2 separate regions of the Gossypium raimondii genome follow, and region 2 is linked to region 1. A link is a contact called in public Hi-C data. All regions are on one chromosome and are shown on one strand. Each heading gives the region's core, a stretch centred on a gene start, on an enhancer-like site or on the middle of the called end of the contact. The rest is flanking DNA. Distances are from core to core; before and after follow the strand shown. Region 1 holds the start of LOC105779301. Region 2 holds the start of LOC105780265 (chaperone protein dnaJ 16).

Region 1 (4,924 bases), core at 245-2,744:
ATGTATTTGTGACATAAAAAAATAACTTTTGGTTGCTATAACCATAATATTATTAGTTAATTAAATGGCTTTAATGTGATATGCTTAGTCTGCGGTATGTTTCGGAATATCGATGTGTTATTGATTTGGGAGATGATTTGAATATGAATATATTGTGACATTTAAATTTTCTAGGGGTTTTTACTTAAAATAAGCAGACATGTTGCTGAAATTTAAAATTTTTTTTACCACTACACTACCATTCCAATAAAGTGAAATAGTAAAATAAGTTGTTTCGGCATTTGAATGTGACATTTTATATTCAGATCCTCTAACTAGGTCGGATATAAGGTGTCACATATGGACTAGGGTTTGGGATTTTTAAGGTCCCCAATGAATCAAGCAGTTCCTATGGCTGGTTCTTAAAGGCAAATTACTTACAAATGAGGAAAGACGGAAGCATGGTTTCACAGATGATCCATCATGTTGTGTTTGTGTTACAATTGAGGAAACTGTTCTGCATATCCTACGAAACTATCAATAAGCTTGGAGGGTGTGGCTATAGGTTCTTTCCTCTCAGGTACCATCTTCGTTTTTCAATACATCTCTCTCTTAATGGATCTGTATGAATTTACAAAACGGTTTCGACTTTCATTTTCACAATGCCTACTGGCCAACGCTCTTTGGAATGGTTATTTGGAGACTATGGAAGCAAAGGAATTCATTGATTTTCAATGGGCTACATCTTGAACTCTTTTCTTTTCTGAGAACCTGTTGGTTTTGGACTTTAAATATCAGTGAAGGGGAAGTTCCAATTCCAAATGGTAGGACTTGTCAAAACAGATGGCAAGCTCCACTAGTGAATTGGGTCAAGCTAAATATCGATGGTAGTTGTTGGTCCAATTTGAATCTTGCTTCAGCAGTGGAGGTGGCTAGAGATCAGCATGGTAAATGGGTTATAGGCTATGGAAGGAACATCGATAGTTGTATTGCGGTTGTGACGGAACTGTGGACGATTTTTGATGGTTTGCAGCTACTTTGGTCCAAAGGTGCCAACCATGTTCTTCTCGAAAGTGATAGCAAAGTAGTTGTCCACGCTTGTACCAGTGAAGATGACAGCTATGGGAACTACGCGTTGACCTCGTGCATCAAGGAAATTCAACATAGGAATTGGACAGTCCATGTTACTCACATTTATAGAGAGTCCAACATTGCTACACATGCATTCACAATTCTTACAAGATCCTAGTGTCACGAGCCGCAGTTCGATCTAGCCCCGTGACACTAGGATCAAGGATTGCAGGTTCATACAGCTCCAACAACTGTGCTCGTTACTTTGTTAGGCACTGATTCTAGGCCTACATATGCTACGTAGTTAGCTTTCCTTCTATTCAACCAAAAAAATTATAATTAATATGAGTAAAGGACAAACTTGTCCAGATTAGTTTTTGAAAAGCCAATTAAATTGAGCTCAAACCACCCAGGGTAAGAGTTAAAATGGAGTACGAAAATAAACGGATTGTTTTCATCGAGCTTAGCCGGTGCCGTTTTGGAGCGTATCACTAGAGAATTGATGAGTCCTGCACGAGGCTTAATCAGAAATGAAACTGTTTGGAGCCCAGGGCTGGAATTAGAGGGGTTCGGGCTTTGTTTTCATTTTGCCAACTTCCTCCCTTTCCCTTTGCCGGCGAAGTAACATGGCAGCAGAAGAAGAGGATGTATGGGCAAAAGCCACAAAAGTAGCTGATGATTTGTACGAGATTAGAGACACTTTTTTCCCTCAAAACGCCGATGATAAAACCTCTAAACTGCAACACGAATCCGATCTCGCTCTCAATCTCCTCGATTCCATTCCTGCTGGTATTTTCCCTAATCATACTGTTCATTTTTTTTTCTTCTTGCTTGCAACCAAATGGTTTGGGTTCTACTTTTTATTTATGCTATCAAATTTGTTGCTTTATTAATTTGTCGCTGCCATCCCTCTGCGATTACAACAACTCTGCATTGAATGCGGATTTGAAGCTTATTGCTTGAGAACACTGTGAAGACTTAAATGCCTATTACTAGAAATTTATACAAATGTTTCGGTCTAAAATGTCAGAATTTGGCACTTCTACTAACTCTAAACTATTTTAACTGGATGTTTTACTTGATGCTTGTGCTCCAATTTTTATTGAGTTTAATACTTGCGCTCTTATAATTTTTTTTTTGTTACTTTGACTCGCGACATCAAACTATCATGAAACTTGTTATAGGATTTTATAGAAGTGTACATGTATATATATAAATCGATATAGATGATTAACCATTTTGTCATGCCACGCCATGACCGAAATGCTGCATTATCCAAATTAACAGTAGAGTTTTTCTCAATTGTCTTTAAAGTAACTTTTAATGATAGTGTAAGGATTAAATTCGTTAATATTGACTGAGAGAGTCTAAATGGTCAAATTAAAATGGTGAAGGGAGTGAATGCGTACTTCAACCTATATATTTCTGTTAGATTGGTGTTCTTATATATATTTTTATCATGTTGGATATAATCTGCTGATGTGCAACAGCACCATTGAATTACAAACAGAAATGGGACAAGAAATTCTCATATTTTCTTTTTTAGCCTTATGTTTATATCAATCTTTTTTGGCTCATTAAAACATTTAAGTAAACATCTTTTACTACAGAACAAAGAAAATTACCTGCACGGCGTGCAGCATATGAGTATCTACGAGGGAAGATATTAGATGTAGTGCCTGACTATAGGAAGGAAGCAGAGGATCATCTTTCAAAAGCAGTAAGCAGGAACAGAGTGTTCTCTTGTTTTTATGGCTTGCTATAATGCTTGGCTCTGAATAAGGCTTATGCTTTTTATCTAATATTTTTTCTTCTCCAGGTTAAACTGAATCCATCTCTTGGAGATGCTTGGCTTTGTTTGGGTAACTGCATTTGGAAGAAGGGAGATTTAACTTCAGCAAAGAACTGCTTTAATCTTGCACTAAGCAAGGTTAGAATCCACATTGGAGTTTTTACTTTTAAGTGTGTGTTTTTAGTTATTATGCTTTCTTTATAGTTCATATCAGTTAATTGTATGTATTGATTCTGTATCATATAGGGCCCGAATAAGAAGATACTTTGCCAATTATCAATGCTGGAAAGAAGAATGGCTCAAGGCAAGGGATTTTATTCCTTTTTTTTCTTCTCAGTCACTTCTGGTTATTCTCTTGTGCATTGTTTCTGGATACTTGTGGAGTTCAGAAGCCAACTTATCTGTTTTTGAACTTAAAATCAGCCTTTTGGGGATTAGCAGTAGTCAATCAGTCATTTTTTAAAGTGTTGTTGGAATGCTTAGCTAGGTGGGTTGTGGAAGTTGAGAATCTGATGCTGAGAAATCAGGCAAAACACAGCAGAATTTCTCTTTCAAAAATGAGTTTATGTTTACTGAGAAATTAATCACAAATGTATTAAAGAATTTCTTTTGATTTATATGGAACCAACTTGTTTGAGCTGATGAACAAATTGGCATGCTTGATATTGGTATAAGCCAACGGGTTTCTTGATCTTCTGTATGTCTTAGCTGTTTTTGATTCCTTATCCATGTCTAAAAGACATCGCTTCCTTAAGGCAGGGTAACTTGCTGCTGGCACATTTGGCAATTTCTATTGGATCCTTGCTTTACTACTAAACCCATAAAATGCTGGATTTCAATGGAAGCAGTTATTATTCTACTTTGACTGAGGGGCAGCTACATTTTTCTTTTGTTAATGGCAGTTTAAAATAAGATACCTATCAAATTGTTGATGCTTTTAGGTCATGATATGTCCTCATTTTTAGTGCTTGGTGTGCACTCCCTCTGTACATTGTTGGTGGCCTAAAGTGGTATGAAGATCAATTCACTTATAGTGCTTTGGAAGCTTGAGCTCGAGGAGGGATCTCATTAAAGAGAATTTCTAAAATTTTAAAAATAAAATTATCTTGTTTGGTTACAGAAAATTTTAAATGTCAAAATTCTTTGAATTTGGATGAAAAATATCGAAGGCCAGAAATAATATAAATATGCTTAACTATTGTTACATTAAATTAATGCATTTTAAAGTGCCTTTATTTTACTCTAAGTGGCTGTTTTTAGGTAGTTGAGTATTCAGAACTACCTTGAGGGTTTCCCCTCGTGCAAAAGAAATTAAAAAATGACTTGGAAAACTATATTATCAACTATCAAGCAATATGGTTGCTCTTATTTGGGCTTTTTTTCTGGTCTTATCATAAACAAAGATGCTTCATTGTTTCTTACAAAGGTTTTCTGTCTTCTGTAGGTGCGGATAATCAGGCAGAAATGGTTGAGGAAAGCATTCAACATGCCAGGGAAGCCATAACTTTGGATGTCAAGGATGGAAATTCTTGGTGTAAGATTCTTCAAACCTGTATCATGCTTTAAACTTTACGTATCCAATTTTCTTCAGCCTTAAATATGAGTCTGAAGCAGAGTATGACAAAAGTCTGTACCTTCAGTTAGTTTTATATTTTAATTAGGGTAATGGTCAAATTTACCATTTGTATCAGATTGGACATACAAATTTACTACTTTGTTTTTTGGGTGCAATGTTAATTTAAGCTTTTTTTTTGGTACATTTCCTGTCACGTAGGGATGAAAAAGAATATTGTGTCAAAAGAATTTATTTTCTGATGCTATTATTTGTTAACAAAGCATTATTAGTTTGTGGTAAAATGTAATTGAACTCTGCAATTTGAGAGGATGAGTTCTTTTCCTAATGTTTTCCCTGAAATATCAAAAGGGAAATGGAAAGAAACAAACAAAAGTTTGTTTTTTTATAATTTTTGGTGACATTTAAAAAACGTTGCAACTTGTAAAACATTTTTACTTTAAATAACTGTATTCTTAACTTTAAAATGTTGAGATTGCACCAAAAGTGAAAGTATGACGCCATTGAAT
Region 2 (4,812 bases), core at 2,084-4,583, 170 kb after region 1:
CACACTTAAATCAATATAACAGGTAAAACTACACATGAACTTTGCCCTAGACCACATATCAAAACTGCCTAGAATGAAAACACAAGCACACAATAAAATAATCAAAAACAAAAGTTGCCTCTCTATCCACAGCAACACAACTAAGCACACAATGAAAGGGATGAAACTCTAGCTTCCAGTATCAATTCTATGTGACATAGACTAAGGGCCTGAATGATTCTCAATTCAATCCATTCTTATAACCTAAGTCCGGTATTTTTCTTTACTTTTTCTTGTATGATAGGGAGGAAGGGGCCTTTCATAGATCTGGTAATGGGAAGTGAATAAATGTCCTCATTATTTAAATTCTTTCCTTCAAGTATAGGATAATAATTATAATAAAAGTTGTGAATAATTAATATCTAATATTGCACGCATACACATTGTAAAAGGTTGGAAAGGGGTACAGTTCAAAATTTGTCTCATTAGTACGATAAAGATGAAATGAATCACAATTTCTATCAATAAAACCTCCACACCACCGCCCCTCCCCCCCATCCCAAAACAAAACAAAAAAAAAATAGTAAAAGAGAAAAAACAATAGTTCCCATATGCAGATGATGCTGAATCCATAAGTTCTAACTAATTTTATCCACCTTGAACTTGCTTTTATCAGATGATTGTACTCGGCAAACAAACCCATCTCTTGCTTCGTCCTCTGTTATTGTGACAGAGTAGAAGTGAGCGCATTGTTTTTCAACCTGTTAAACATCAGTGACTGCATAAATAATCTATAGAAGTATTAGAGAAAAAAAAAAACATGAATATAGTTACCTCACCTTCCTAGAAATAGGTTGCCCCAGCTGAAGTGGGCGAACAATGACCGCACCATTAAGTGCCTCCTCCAAAACAGTTGCAGACACAGTGGTCTTAATTGGCACGCCAAGTTTACTGTTCATAGGAATTAGTTAAAATTCTATCCCATGCTTAACATTCATAAAGGCAATGAAACAATGAGACATGTCAACTAATATAATAAGGAAAAGGAGTTACCTAAAAAGCGCAGCAAACATGGTGTTCACAGCCCCCAAACTTGAAAGATCTAGCTCCAATTCTTGGTTATCAGCTTCAACAGCCTATTCAAGGAAAGAACGTCATCAATTAAATTTAATGCTTTATCAATAAAATCAAGCTCTGTCATGCAAGATGGAACTTTAACAGTTTTAAAAGTGGAAGAACAGGATTCTCTAAAGCCTCCAAGTGCAACCAGTGTTGCTAAGGTGCTGTGCCTTAACCATGAATGACACTTTGATGAAGTGCATGCTAAATGCACCTAACACTTTTTATAAGGTGCTAGGCAGAAAAGGACCGCCTGCCTGAATTTCTCTTTAACAATTAACTTTTATTGTGTTCAATTAACTGTATCTTTACCAGTAAAAAAGGGAATGATGAGATGCATATTGGCCAATAAAAGAAAAAGAAAACCTAGCATGTTTGTGGGATAATTTATACCACTCGTTAGAGTTCATATTCATAATTACATATCTTAAGTTTTCTTTTTATAAATACACAAGCTACAAAAATATACAGACATATATACTTGTTGTTCCCAACTTCATGCAGGAGGGCTTTTTTTACACCTTGAACCTCAAGCAATATAAAGGTTCTAGCACCTAGATTGTGCCTTGGGCTCTTGGCATCACTGAATGCAACAGTAAGAAAATCAGAGATAACCATCAGGCAAAATAATGCTTCAGAAAGTAGATGCATGTATAGCTTACCTCAAAACCAGCAGTGTCATACTGGCGTCTTTTATCCGGATCAGACAATATATTATAAGAAAATGTAACCTCCTTGAACATATCAGCTGCAACAGGATCATTTCCATTCTTATCAGGATGGTACCTGAAACAGCTAAGATTAGCATTTATAGCTCAGCCGCCTCAATACAGCAAGTTTTTTGGGTGTATAACCAGAACTTTATATGCTTAATGTCAAGAGATGTCCAACGTGAACCTATCTGAAAAGTAGTCCATGCCATACATTGTATGTCCCAAATCACATATTTCATTTGTCATAGCTGCTTGCTGGAAAGGAGCATCATCAGGGCAAATAAACCATTCTTTGGACACATGTTGGAAACAATCATTTGGATACTTTAGTTATGGTTTTATCTGTTGTTTGACAAGTATTCCACATATCCAACCAGTCACTAAAGGCCAGCGTTATTCTGCTTCAAATGCCTATCCCTGCACAAGCATGGTATGGGACACCTGATCTAAGCAAAATCTGTTGTCTAACTGGCAAATACCAACACTAAAAATCTGAAGCTTGGCCAAGTCCTCCACAGCTATTGCTATATGTTGATAAATGACTGTCCTACACACTATCATTGGGAAGGCAAACCATCACACCGAACCCCAATCACTCATAAATCTCCAGTTATGGTTCGAAAATGCCATCCCAATTCAGGTCCTAAATACTTGGTATACTCCATGTACGCAAGTGAATTTACCTTATAATTAACCATGGTTATCAATATCCTCAAACTAGTGTACTCTGATGTACCCTGAAGTAATCACTAAAAACTCTTAACAAAAATACCAAGAATTCGAACATTTGAACAACTTCAAACTTATAAAGGAAAAAGACCGAAAATTTACAATTTAAAAAAAAATTTTAAAAAAAGGTAAGAAAAACTAAACATACTTGAGGGCCATTTTTCTGTACGCGCTCTTAATTTCCTGATCCGTAGAGTTTCTCAAGACCCCAAGCACCTCATAAGGATCTCGACGAAGATGCTTCGCAATGCCGTCGTTTTTCTCCGACTTGGATCGATGTGGCGGCATTTTTCTATAAACACCACCAAACAAAAAAACTTAACCGGAATACTGTTCTATGTTAAGGTAAGAAACCCTAGAAATCCAAAACCTTCAACTAAATTCCAAAAACGGAATGGAAATTAACTCCCTTATGTCTCCACCACATTTCAACAAAGTAGGAGACTTTTTTAGGGGGTTAAGAAGCGAAAAAGGAAAGATTCAGGTGCATAGAGAAGAGAAGATAGAAAAAGGAAACTCCATGGGACTTCCAAGCTGGAGGTTTGAGAGAGAGAGGAGAAAGAAAGAGGAGGAAAATTGGAGGGGAAATTAATTAGGTGTAATGTTAATATTTTAATATATTCATTTTTAAAATTTAAATTTGAGACAACCTATATCGTCATTGGTTTATAAATATTTTCAAAAACCAAAAATCGATGGCTATGCGTTTATCTGAACAGTACCATTGCAGAATGGAGATTGCACACTGCGCACTGCAGTCTGCAGTCTGCAAGCGCATATCTGCTTGCATTGGCACGTGTGAAGGGATCGATGCGCACGTGGGTGCGCATTGCGCATAATTTGCATTCCCCGTTGAAGCGGGATTTTGAAAAAACATGGAAATTGTTTAATTTTATATTTTAATTATAATCTACAAATATAATTAAAGGTTGAAGTTTTTATAGCCCAAATTATTAGTTTATTAAAATATATATAAATACATAAATTACCGAATCTTGTTCTCTCAATTCCAAATACTGAATAATGATCTTGTTGCATGATTTAGAATAATCCGATCACTAACTTGCAGAGTATTCTTATTCCCACTGAAAATCTTTTTGTTTCCTCTAGTTTGGTTCTAAATTGTAATTTATATTTTCTTAGCATCACCGGTTCTATGGTGTAGTGGTTAGCACTCTGGACTTTGAATCCAGCGACCTGGGTTCGACTCCCGGTAGGACCTTTTTTGTTTGATTAATGCAAATCAAAGATTATTATTTTATGACACTTTGGTGTTTAAATGACCTTATGAAAAATGGTACAAACTTTACCTTAAAATGTGATATTTAAAAGAAAATTGATTATTAATTTTATCATAATTCGGACTAAAATTTATGTGGTTTTCTATTTTTCATAATTTTTTATGATTAATATTTTAACAATTAGACCGTTATATTTCATGCTCTAGTTATATAAATCATGCATGTCAAGTTTGATGTAAATTAAAAATTCTAAATAAAAAAAGACTTTCAGTCATCAAATATATATTAATATAAACAATATTTTAGATTGATATGATAGAGATACCGAATCGATTAAAAATTTTGCATGCATGATAAGTACAAATATTTTAACAAATTCAACTATTGAATGCTTAAAATATTAATAGCATAAAAGTTATCAATGGTGTAAAACAACTTAAGTCTTAAACTGTATAAGTGAATCCCTCCCTCATAATTATTTGAATGTGTATAATTTATATTTATAATTGTGATTATACCTATAATTATATAATTGTTTGATCCAAACCAATCTAATCTTCAAGTATAGTTGCTATTGGTAAGGCTGTAAATGAACTAAGTTTGAACGAACAAACCTCTGTTCATGTTCGTTTGTTTATTTTTAAATTTGTTCGTATTCAGTTTGTGTTCGTTAAGAATTTCAAATTTTTTGTTCGTGTTCGTTTATTTAAATTCATGTGAGTTCATGTTCGTTTGTTTAATATCCACGAACATGTTCATTTAACTTAATCGAACATGTTCACAAACATTAAATGAACATGTTCATGAACATATAATTGAACATGTTCACGAAAAATATTAATGAATAATAAACAAACATATAATAAATAAATACATACACATAGATATTATTTCAATATTTTTATAAGAAAATATCATTAATAAATAAACGAGTCATAAATGAGCCAATAAACGAGCTTATTCGTGAACATAAACGAACCGAACACACATCTGTTTGTATTCGCTTGTTTATTAAACAACATAAAAATTTT

Evidence for each region. Hi-C and Micro-C count contacts between places; a contact is called where the count stands out from the background.
Region 2: a Hi-C map of leaf shows a contact between it and region 1, with 4 times the contacts expected there. The contact joins the promoter of LOC105780265 here to the promoter of LOC105779301 in region 1. A contact is called at or near these places in 2 of 2 Hi-C or Micro-C datasets (both in leaf).

What each region holds. Positions count from the first base shown.
Region 1 is chr4:6,883,593-6,888,516 of ASM2569854v1, forward strand. LOC105779301 reads left to right here and starts at 1,495. Exons shown (of 13, transcript XM_012603056.2): 1 at 1,495-1,839; 2 at 2,661-2,770; 3 at 2,870-2,980; 4 at 3,089-3,146; 5 at 4,287-4,376. The coding sequence starts at 1,677.
Region 2 is chr4:7,047,705-7,052,516 of ASM2569854v1, forward strand. LOC105780265 (chaperone protein dnaJ 16) reads right to left here and starts at 3,334. Exons shown (of 13, transcript XM_052629312.1): 1 at 3,263-3,334; 2 at 2,689-2,832; 3 at 1,761-1,884; 4 at 1,033-1,115; 5 at 819-930; 6 at 636-740. The coding sequence starts at 2,828. It overlaps TRNAQ-UUG (transfer RNA glutamine (anticodon UUG)), which reads left to right and starts at 3,691; the gene lies at 3,691-3,762.